Linked DNA regions of Lactuca sativa: region 2 is linked to region 1. Evidence: chromatin contacts called from public Hi-C data. All regions are on one chromosome and are shown on one strand. The core of a region is the stretch at or near the end of the contact, and the rest is flanking DNA. Distances in the headings are between cores, read along the strand shown. Region 1 holds the start of LOC111895323 (probable serine/threonine-protein kinase At1g54610). Region 2 holds the start of LOC111895360 (ubiquitin-conjugating enzyme E2 27).

Region 1 (5,751 bases), core at 1,943-4,442:
GACACCTTCATTAGATAAACCTGCAGTTGACATAACCACATCTCACTGCTGTGAAGAATATATTTTATGTGTGTAATTGTGCAAGGTATCAGTCAAATCCACGAGAACCACATCTCACTGCTGTGAAGAATATATTTTGTTATCTTAAAGGAACAATTTCGTTAGGATTGTGGTATCCTTCGAAAACTGGGTTCTTTATACAAGCATATTCGGATGCAGACTTGGTGGGTGTAATCTTGATAGAAAAAGCACAAGTGGTGGATGTCAATTTCTCGATGGCAAATTGGTGAGCTGGCAGTTGAAAAAGCAAACATGTGTATCAATTTCAATAGCTGAGGCAGAATACGTGGCTGTTGCTGCTTGCACTTCACAAATTATATGGATTCAAAGTCAATTGCGTGATTATGCAATCAATATGAAAAAGATTCCATTATATTATGATTCTCAAAGTGCTATAAGAATTTGTCATAATCCGGTGCAACATTCGAAGACTAAACATATAACACTTCGTTATCATTTCATCAAGGATCACGTGTAGGATGGAAATATTGAAGTACATTTCGTGAAAACAACTGATCAATTAGCTAATATTTTCACGAAACCTTTAGATGAAAAATACCTTGTGAAAATTATAGAAGGACTTGGAATGATCGATGGAAATTCTTTTCCATGTGAAAAAGGCGAATGATGAATGACCAGGAATGATTCAGAGGCGCTGAATGAAAGACAAAGCAATAACCATCAGCATTCAGAGGTTACTGTTCATAGTCAACGCTTCAACCCCTTCAAATTCGTAAATTTATCACTTATTTTAAGGGTTAATTCAGAGGTTACTGTTCATATTCAACGCTTCGACCCCTTCGAATTCGTACATTTGTCACTTATAAGGGGATGATAAAATTTTGTATTTTTTGCAACAAGTACAATTTATTTTCAATTTTCGAAAAATTAAAAATCCAAAAAGATTTTCTTTTGTTTTGTCATTTAATTTTCAAAAAATTAAAAATCCAAAAAGATTTTCTTTTATTTTGTCATTTAATTTTCGAAAACTTAAAAATCCATTTTTTTTTTGTTTGTTCAGTCTCTACTTTTGAAAAATCAAAACAACAAAAATATTCTGATTCTTATTTCGTTTTAGTATTTTGTTGCAGATAATCATGAAGATAAACAGTGAATTATGCTTGCCGTTCTAGGGTCAGGTACATTTTTCGTATGAATTAATACATTTTTCATCACTTGAACTAGTTAAGTTGTCCCTAGAAGCATGTTGTTGCATGTTGTCCAAAACCTCAAATGACTCAATGTGTGTGTACGAAAGCCTTAATGAAATTATTCATACAAAAATTTCTTCCCAATCAGGCTTATATTCACATTAGTTCCTGAGCTACCTGACTCTTCTCAAAATGAGTTAAGCGTTTACTGTTTTGTCCAAATATAACAGAGGTACTTTTCGTGTCTTATATCAATCTTTTTCACCTATAAAGTTCTTACACGATCACACACGAAGACATATGTCCGAGAGGTCTCTGATCAAACCCATCGAGACTTAGACATATAAAAAATCTGTGTTTATGATCTGACATCATGAGACCATGATGAAAGTGAAATCCAATTTTCACTACACTTTTAAGGAATTGACGGGGAACAATGTTCCAGATTTTCACGAAACATTTGCTTCAGTACCAAAATTCGAAACTCCAAATCATATTCATTTCGAATGAGTGGTCTTGATCAAACATTCGAAACCCATGATGGCAACGGTTGCGAAGAAAGAAGTGGTTGTTGGGTTGACATGGACGATTACAATGATTTTGGAGGCGGTGGTGGCAATAACGACTGTTGTGGCGACAACAGTGGCAATGTGGATGTCGGCGACGACGACCTTAGTTGTTGATTCAATGGTGGAAGTGGAGGTGGATGCGGGATGAGTTTGGCCATGGTCTCGGTTTGAATGCCGATGAGGATGTTGACGGTAGCCATTTGTGTGATAATTGAAGCAAGACGGCGGACATTAACGGTGGAAATAAAGATGAGTGTGGAGAGTTGCTCGCGGATACTTGGCGGTGTGACATCGGTGGACAGATCTTGACGGGAAGGCATGATGAACGATAATGAAAGCATCGTTGATAGACACCACTTACAGATGACTATTATCCATAAAAGTTAGATACAAGAGACAGGCAAAACTAAAACAACTTTTATGATTTCATTCATAATTCTCAAATGGAACAATACATGAATTAAATAAACAAAGACTCCTAAAAGTAGCTAAAATTGAGGAATTGTAAATCGTGACCTACTAATGCTTTAGTGGAACATAAAATAAAGAATAACTCGAAAGCAACTTAACGTCATGGCAAGAAAATAGGCCAATAACTAAATTGTGTCGTATCACATAATCCCACATATTATTCCCACAAATGAAGATTTTCATAATGTAGCTCCAATACGTGTAATTTTTTCAATCTAATCGAGTATTGATCGGCTAAAGAGAATCATCATTTCCAATCATGTTTGGTAGATAACCACAACAAGAACAGCAACAACAATAGACAAGCAAACAAAGAACAAGAACAACAACAAACCAACAACAATAGACAAGCAAAGAAAGAACAGGAACAACAACAAACCAACAGTTGCAACAAATCGAACAAACAAACATATATTTGTTTATGGGCTAGAGATAAAATGATCCATAAACATGTAGACTAGTAACATATGAGCTAACAAATATCAAAAGCCATTTTGATTTCTAGCTTGTCCTTCATACTACTCCACGGATGCTTCCATGTCGTTGCTTTTCAATAACCCATGTATCATAAGAACGTTTTTTGTAATTCTTACTTTTTTTTTTTTTTTTCTATAAATGAACTAAACTCTTATGTTTTTGTTTAAACACAAGGAGCATTCTTGCAGTTTCCTAAAAAATAAACCCAATCAAACTTGTTTTAACCCATCTTAAAAATCAATCAGTTTACTTCATTATTTTACCGATTTATTTTAGCACCCTTAAATTGAAATTGCATATTTAATTTTTAAAAAATAAATGGTTTTCCATTCTAGAAGTCAAAAGACTTTAATGAGTTGAAGAATGAGATGTTGATTGATTTAGCGACAGTGGTAATAATGTAATTATGTTTATAAAGGAGGGCTGAAAAGTTTCTGATAAAACCAACTCGAATCGAAATCCAAATCTAAAAGACTAAAAAACTGACTCCTTTTTACCCCCCCTCTCTCTTTCTCTCTCTCTCTCTCTCTCTCTCTCTCTCTCTCTGCAATCTGCAAAATTTCCAAAAGAGTTCCAGTGGCTATTTGCATCGTACAAGTCACCGCCAGCGGTTCCACCACCGGAATCACTTCACTTTTCCTGTTAAACTGCCGTAATTTCTCAAAATTTAATGCAGAAAGCGCCGATACTGGTGGCTGTTTTGCAGACAACAGATACCTGGCTTTATAGTTAATGGCGAGGTAGGTTAAGCCATGGGCTGTGTGCTCGGTACGACATCAACTTCAGATCGCCGGTCAAAGTCAAACAACCGCCGCCGGAATGGAGAAGAATCTACAACTACGAATTCTACGCAACCTAGACAAAACGTCGAGCAGGTAGCGCCGGATGGGGCCAAGGATGATAAAAAAGTTGGAGCTGTGGAAACGATCCGCCAAACCGACGGCGAAGTTCGACCGTCTGACCGGCGTAGGCCGAAGCCGGAATATAGCCTGAAAGTTGTTCAAGGATGGCCGTCGTGGCTTTCCGACGTCGCCGGTGATGCCATTAAAGATTGGATACCTCGTCGTGCTAATACTTTTGAGAAACTCGATAAGGTAAATTATAAAAAACCTGAATCTCATCACTTATATATGAAGAATTTATTTTCATTTCATCGATTCTGAATCGATTTCTCGAGTGACAGGTTATGAGATGTTGACTTTCTCTGATATAAATTTCTTCAATAATTGATGATCAGATTGGGCAAGGAACGTATAGCAATGTATATAAAGCTAGGGATTTAATAACAGGGAAGATAGTAGCTTTGAAGAAAGTTAGGGTTGATAATTTAGACCCCGAGAATGTGAAGTTCATGGCAAGAGAGATTATCATCTTGAAAAAGCTTAATCATCCAAATATCATAAAGCTTGAAGGATTGGTTACATCTAGAATGTCCTGCAGTCTTTACCTAGTGTTCGAATACATGGAACATGATCTCTCTGGTCTTGCCGCTGTTCAAGGTGTCAAATTTACAGAGCCTCAGGTAATCTTCAAGATCCAAATTGTTTCATACATTCATTATCCCTAATTAATTGGTGGTTTAGAAGTAAAACTGTTTATGTTGCTCTTGTTCCTATATCTGCAGATCAAATGCTTCATTAAACAATTACTTTCTGGGCTTGAACATTGCCATAAGAATGGTGTATTACACAGAGATATCAAAGGATCTAATTTGCTGATAGACAATGATGGGATTCTCAAAATAGCAGATTTTGGATTGGCTTCTTTTTATGATCCAAGACATAAACAACCAATGACTAGTCGTGTTGTTACTCTTTGGTATCGACCCCCTGAGCTTCTTTTAGGGGCAACTTATTATGGTGTTGGTGTTGACCTTTGGAGTGCTGGATGCATTTTGGCTGAACTTCTTGCTGGAAAACCAATAATGCCAGGTCGCACAGAGGTAAAAAATGAAAAAATAAAAAAAGAACATTTCTTTTAATCAAAATCTAAGCAATTATCTTTTCAAACATAAGTTGGATGCTGTTATAATCTTTGGATATTTTTTTTCTTTTTGAAGGTTGAACAACTACACAAGATATTCAAGTTATGTGGTTCACCATCAGAGGAATATTGGAAGAGATCCCGATTACCAAATGCTACTCTTTTTAAGCCACAACAACCATACAAACGATCAACAGTAGAAACTTTTAAAGATTTTCCACCTTCTTCTCTTCCTTTATTAGAAAATCTTCTTGCAATTGATCCCGATAAACGTGGCTCTGCTGTTGCATCTTTGAACAGTGATGTGAGTTTCCAAGATTTTACCTTTTTTGAAGTTTTCAAGATAAACAATTCTGATTTTTGGAGTAATCTTTATGCTCCACATGTATACAGTTTTTTAACACAGAACCTTATGCTTGTGAGCCTTCGGAATTACCAAAGTACCCTCCAAGCAAAGAACTGGATGTCAAATTGAGAGATGAAGAAGCCAGAAGGTTTTTACCATTTTTCCTTTTTACCTTTTTACCCTTGTTTTGTTTTGGGTATATGTTGATGCAGATTGTTGTTTTTTTTTTTCTTAGGCAAAGGGGATTGAGTGGGAAATCTCATGCTGTTGATGGGAATAAAAAAGGAAGAACACGTGATCGGGCAGGTCGGGCAGTTCCAGCTCCAGAAGCCAATGCAGAGATCCAATCAAATTTAGATGTATGTTTTTTCTACTTTCTTGTTCTTGTTCTTGATGATTTTACTCATTGTTTATATAAAATTAATAAAATCTATCTTCCATATGTGATTAAAAAAATGCACTAGTATCTTTCTTTTATACAATTAATCTAAAGTTTCTTTGAGGAAAAGTAACACTTTTGGATTTATCCTTTTTGCCAAAAAGTATCCATCATTAGATCCAAAAAAGGCACCACCTTTAGTTTTACGCGCTCATATTTTTCTACCAATTCAATTCTTTTCTTTATCAATTTATCATCATTAGAGTGAATAGGTGGCAAGAAATGAGTAGTCAAATTTTTCAATATTCCTCGCCT
Region 2 (5,213 bases), core at 333-2,832, 250 kb before region 1:
AGGAAAAGGGAGAGGTTGTTGGTCTCTTGATGTTCTTGGCAGAAATCAAAGAAGAAGAAGAAGAAGAAGAGAAAGGAGCTGCTGATCTCTTCTGTTTGCACTAGAAAACATCCACTTCGGTGGTGTGTTCTTGACTGAAAACGAAGAAGAGAAGGAATGCAGGGGTGATTTTTCTTTTGTATTAAATATTAATTGTGAATCGATGCAGAAAAGAATAGAGAATGGAAGAGTGTTTATGTAGATGATTCAATGGATGATATTGGTGAGATTCCAATTCTATTGGAATGAAATCACAAATTCCAATTCTGTTGGAATGGAAAGACGAATTCCAATTCTGTTGGAATCACAAAAATTGATGCTTGAAGAACAGATCACAAAATTGAAACGAACCACATTATTCTTTTAGAATGTAGTAGTCGTTGTTAGATTTTGATGTTTTCTTTCCCGGTTTGATTGTTTTTTAGTTTTATTCCTTAACAATAAATGTAATTTTTAATAATTGTTACCCGTATTCTATAAGAAATAATATATGTTTTATTTTTATTCTTCAATTGATTGTTTAAGGATTTGTTATTCTATAATAAGTTTTTAAATTCATGATCAAGAAATAGGTTCAAGAATATTTTTATTATTTATGGTTCAAGAATATTTTTATTTTTGAATATACTCATAAACATATTCTGTGAGAATGTCCGAATTAAAAAAATTATAATATGTAAAATTGGATTTTTAAAATTAATAGAATCTATGATCCCTTAAAAAATGCAATTTTCCTTTATTAAATCTATATTAATTGATTAAATTACCCTTATAATTAATTAAGATGATATTTTCAATTATATTTAATTCAATAATATATATTATTCACTTTCTTAAAATAAGTAAATTTGATTGACCCACATTTATACATACAATAACACAATAATTACTTTGAATAGAATAACCTAGGCCTATATATATATATATATATATATATATATATATATATATATATATATATATATATATATATATATATATATATATATATATATATATATATATGTAAGGTATTTATTAGAAGAATTTTATATATGTAATGTATTCAATACATTACAGTCTCATTAATTTTAATAATTCAATTTTTTTTCTTATTTTTCTTATAAATTCAAATTCTTCAAATTGTTAAAATTTTATATTTATTTTTTTTAATTAAACTCATATAATACATAAGTCTCACACCTAGTTCTTGTAAAACAATAATGAAGAAAACGATTTTCAAATTCCTACCACGTGTATAAAGAAAAGTTCATACAAGGAAATGAAACTTAAAATGTAAATATTTACAAATCCTAGTACTTGTAACTTTACAAACTAATATTCTTATTCGTAACCATTCCTTCAAGGTTCGTCGATCACTTACGCAATTAATGGAACCACAAATATGCACCGATCTTAATATAGACCGGTGTAGGAGTAGGCGATTTTCGAATTCCTCACGAGTGTTGAACGAAAATTTTATACAAGAAATTAAAATTAAAATTAAAAATATAAAAGTTTACAAATTCTACTACAAGTGGAAGGACCACTTCCTTCCTTGCTTTGTTTATACTCCACTTTACCTTGCTTTCTCAATCACCGAAATCGACCCATAAAGGTAAATTCGTAAACCCTAAAGAGAGAAACCGCGAGTGTGTGTGTGTGAGGTAAAGATCGCAAAAACCTGCGTAAAACGTTTCCCTCTTTTGAAACCCCAATTGCGAAGAAGATGGTGGACTTTAGTAGAGTGCAAAAGGAGCTTCAAGAATGTAACAGAGACATTAATGTCTCGGGTATAAGCGTAAACCCTAAATCCGACAATCTCACCAATTTGATCGGCACAATTCCCGGCCCGATTGGTACTCCGTACGAAGGCGGAACCTTCAAGATTGATATCAATTTACCTGGTAATATATTAAATATATAGTAATGCTACTCAAATTTAGGTTTTCAGTCGAATGTTAATTGCAATTTCTGATCGATAAACATTAGCTAAGCTTGGATTCCATGTACGATCGATTCCATAGCTTGTATACTTGAAACCGTCTGTTCGATCACCAAATTTGAAAACTTTTATTTGTCAAATCAGGGATTAATCGATTCTGAATTTATGATCGATACTGTTCATTTTTGGAAGGCACGTCAAATGATTCACGTTGTATAAATTGCAGATGGATACCCTTTTGAGCCACCAAAGATGAAATTCGCAACTAAAGTTTGGTATGTATTTCCATATTGAATCATTTCTCATTATAACTGTTCCATTGATTCTCTAAACACACTAAGCATAATGTTGTAATTGTCTTTAACCTTTCTTCCTTTTTTAGTTTTTCTTCCAAACATGACAAGATACTGCTATTAATTAATCATCATTGAAGGTTATATTTACATCTTAACAACTTAATTTGAAGGCACCCAAACATCAGCAGCCAAAGTGGAGCCATTTGTTTGGACATTTTGAAGGATCAATGGAGTCCAGCACTTACTTTGAAGACAGCTCTTCTTTCCATACAGGCTTTACTCTCTGCCCCTGAACCTGATGATCCACAAGATGCTGTTGTAGCTCAACAAGTAATACATTTCATTTTCATATTAACACACTATACTTAACAAAATTCACATAATTATACCAATTGTATGTATTCATCTTTTATTGGTTGTTTTTCAGTATCTTAAAGACTACCAGACTTTTGCAAGCACAGCTCGATACTGGACAGAGTCTTTTGCAAAAACATCATCTCTTGGGGTTGAAGAGAAGGTAAATATTATAATTATTATTATTATTTATGAGTGAAATATCAATAATATAAGGAGATTATGTTTAAATATTGGAATAGGTACAAAAGCTTGTGGAGATGGGGTTCCCTGAAGGGTTGGTTAGGAGTACTCTGGAAGTTGTTGGTGGTGATGAAAATATGGCTTTAGAGAAGTTATGTTCTGGCTAAAATATATGAATTATTATATATTATATGTAGTCGAATTTAAATTCTCATTTGTGAACACACGAAAACTTTTGAAAATGAAAAATATTTGTTATCAGAAGAATTGTGATAAATGATATTGTTTTGTTGCAATATTGATCTAAGAGTGTAGTGTATAAATTATATAATCCATAGTAATGTGGTAGTGTAATAAAGATCGGCTACTTTATATTTGACACTTGATTTATATTTCTTTTTTAACAACTACATATTAAATAAAAAAGGTTAACACATGTATAATAATTTATATGAGAATAGTTATATTTGTTAGTATCTATTTCACTAACTTCTATATTATAAAACAAATTAATGAATATATAATAAAGATTCTGTTATTGACTGGTATACTTTTTATATTTTATAACTTGCTAACAAGTTATATTAGTTAATAAGTTTTATAATACCGCTTTTTATTATTATTATTATTATTATTATTATTATTATTATTATGAAAAAGTAGGTTAAAGGGCTCAAACCCAATAACTAGTTATGAGTATAGGCTTGATAAGTAGTAAAATTGGTTAGAGGTGTACAAAGATGATTTGTTTCTCTAAACCTGATCGTATTTGGTCAATAAAAGTCAAAACCGGATTGAGTTAAAACCCGATCAATTTCAAGCCCGTTTCTAAGCAAAAATATCCAAATTAATAGAAGCTTGTTAGGATCGGTTTGAAAAACCTGTTCTTTCGAATAGGTTTTAATATTTTGCTAAACTTGCTTTTGGTGTACAAAGCTTTCATGGTGAGTAAATTACACAAATGGTCCCTATGGTTTGGGATAATTTGTACGTTTGGTCTCTAACTTTTTTTTCTACTCGGAAGGTCTCTCATGTTTGTTTTTATTATGCACTTGTACTCTACTTTTTGTTTCTGTTACACGTTTGGTCCCTGTCTTATCTAAAAATACTATTATTTAAATAGGGAAAAATGGTGGGGTGTGTAAGATAAGCAGGGGCGGACGTAGGAATACACAGTAGGTGTTGTCGATGTTGAAATAGGTGTTGCTGATGTAGAAAAATAAGGTAAAAGAAATCGAAAAATCAAAAAATTTTGCACTGCGGACAGAAAAAGTAGGTGTTGCCGGTGCCACACCGGGACATCTACTAGGTCTGCCCCTGAAGATAAGGTGAGGGGGTGGGCTGGGGTGTATTTATTTAAATAAATTAAAAAAGTCAAGGGCAAAATAGTCGTTTTAGGTAAAATAGGGACCAAACGTGTAACTTAAAAAAATAGAGACCTTCCGAGTTAAAAAAAGACAAAATTGCAAGAATGGTCCATGTGGTATGTCAAAACTAGCAACTTTGGTCCAAAATGGGTTTGGCTCGCAATGATGGTCCAACAGTTTCGTTTTGTTGCGCGTTTAGTCCAATTTCTTATGAACTTTTTTATAATGACGAATTTGCCCTTATTATTTAATTTTCTATTTGTTTATAATTCCTTTTTATTTTTCTAAATAAAATTTAAACAAAAGAAAAAAGAAAATGTAACCCCACTTTCTTTATTCTCTACAAGACTAGTCCGGTCACCACTGCTACCGGAAACCACCACCATCACCACTCCAGAAAAACAATTTTTTTCATATTTGAAAAACAAAATAATCATTTGTTTTCACATCTACAATCTAAAACATGAACAATCCAATTTTCCACAAACTCAATTTTTTCCATATCACTCAAATTGGAACAAGAACACTCATGAACAAGAAATCTGAAAACGTCCGGAAAACAAAAATGAAAACCAAATCGATTATCGATTTCTGAAAACAAAATCGATGGAGAAGAGGGTGGATTATTTGTATCTTGATCTGGAATGTCATCGGTCGGACGTTGGAGCCGCTGGAGCCGGAGTCGCCACCTCTCACCGGAATAGGTTTCCAACGTGGGTTACTGTCTGGGATCTTTGCAACCTCTGTCTTCATCTGTACATAGGTGACGACGGCCATTTAACAAACCCTAAATCGTCACCAAGAAAAGCTCAAGATCTTCGCTGCCATGCTCCTCCGATTCTTCACATCTATCTTAGACTCACACTCGAAACACCAAAACCCTCTTTGTCAGCTTCAGATCATCGCCTCTGTGATCATTCGATTTGAAAACCCTTCGCTCTGAAAAACACTCCCATTTGAAAGCCTTCGTCACGTTGAGCTCGACATTGCTACCAAAGAAGAACTGATAGAAAAGAAGAACCGAGATCCGAAAGATTTAGAGTTCATGGC

The links. A called contact is a pair of places that touch in the nucleus more often than the background predicts.
Region 2: a contact with region 1 is called in a Hi-C map of bud, with 8 times the contacts expected there. The contact joins the promoter of LOC111895360 here to the promoter of LOC111895323 in region 1. A contact is called at or near these places in 3 of 4 Hi-C or Micro-C datasets (bud and leaf).

The regions. Positions count from the first base shown.
Region 1 is chr4:142,711,838-142,717,588 of Lsat_Salinas_v11, reverse strand. LOC111895323 (probable serine/threonine-protein kinase At1g54610) reads left to right here and starts at 3,192. Exons shown (of 7, transcript XM_023891409.3): 1 at 3,192-3,822; 2 at 3,966-4,250; 3 at 4,353-4,670; 4 at 4,788-5,015; 5 at 5,105-5,205; 6 at 5,293-5,416. The coding sequence starts at 3,481.
Region 2 is chr4:142,963,875-142,969,087 of Lsat_Salinas_v11, reverse strand. It overlaps LOC111895360 (ubiquitin-conjugating enzyme E2 27), which reads left to right and starts at 1,582. Exons shown (of 5, transcript XM_023891440.3): 1 at 1,582-1,925; 2 at 2,190-2,238; 3 at 2,430-2,589; 4 at 2,687-2,776; 5 at 2,856-3,063. The coding sequence starts at 1,748. The coding sequence ends at 2,963.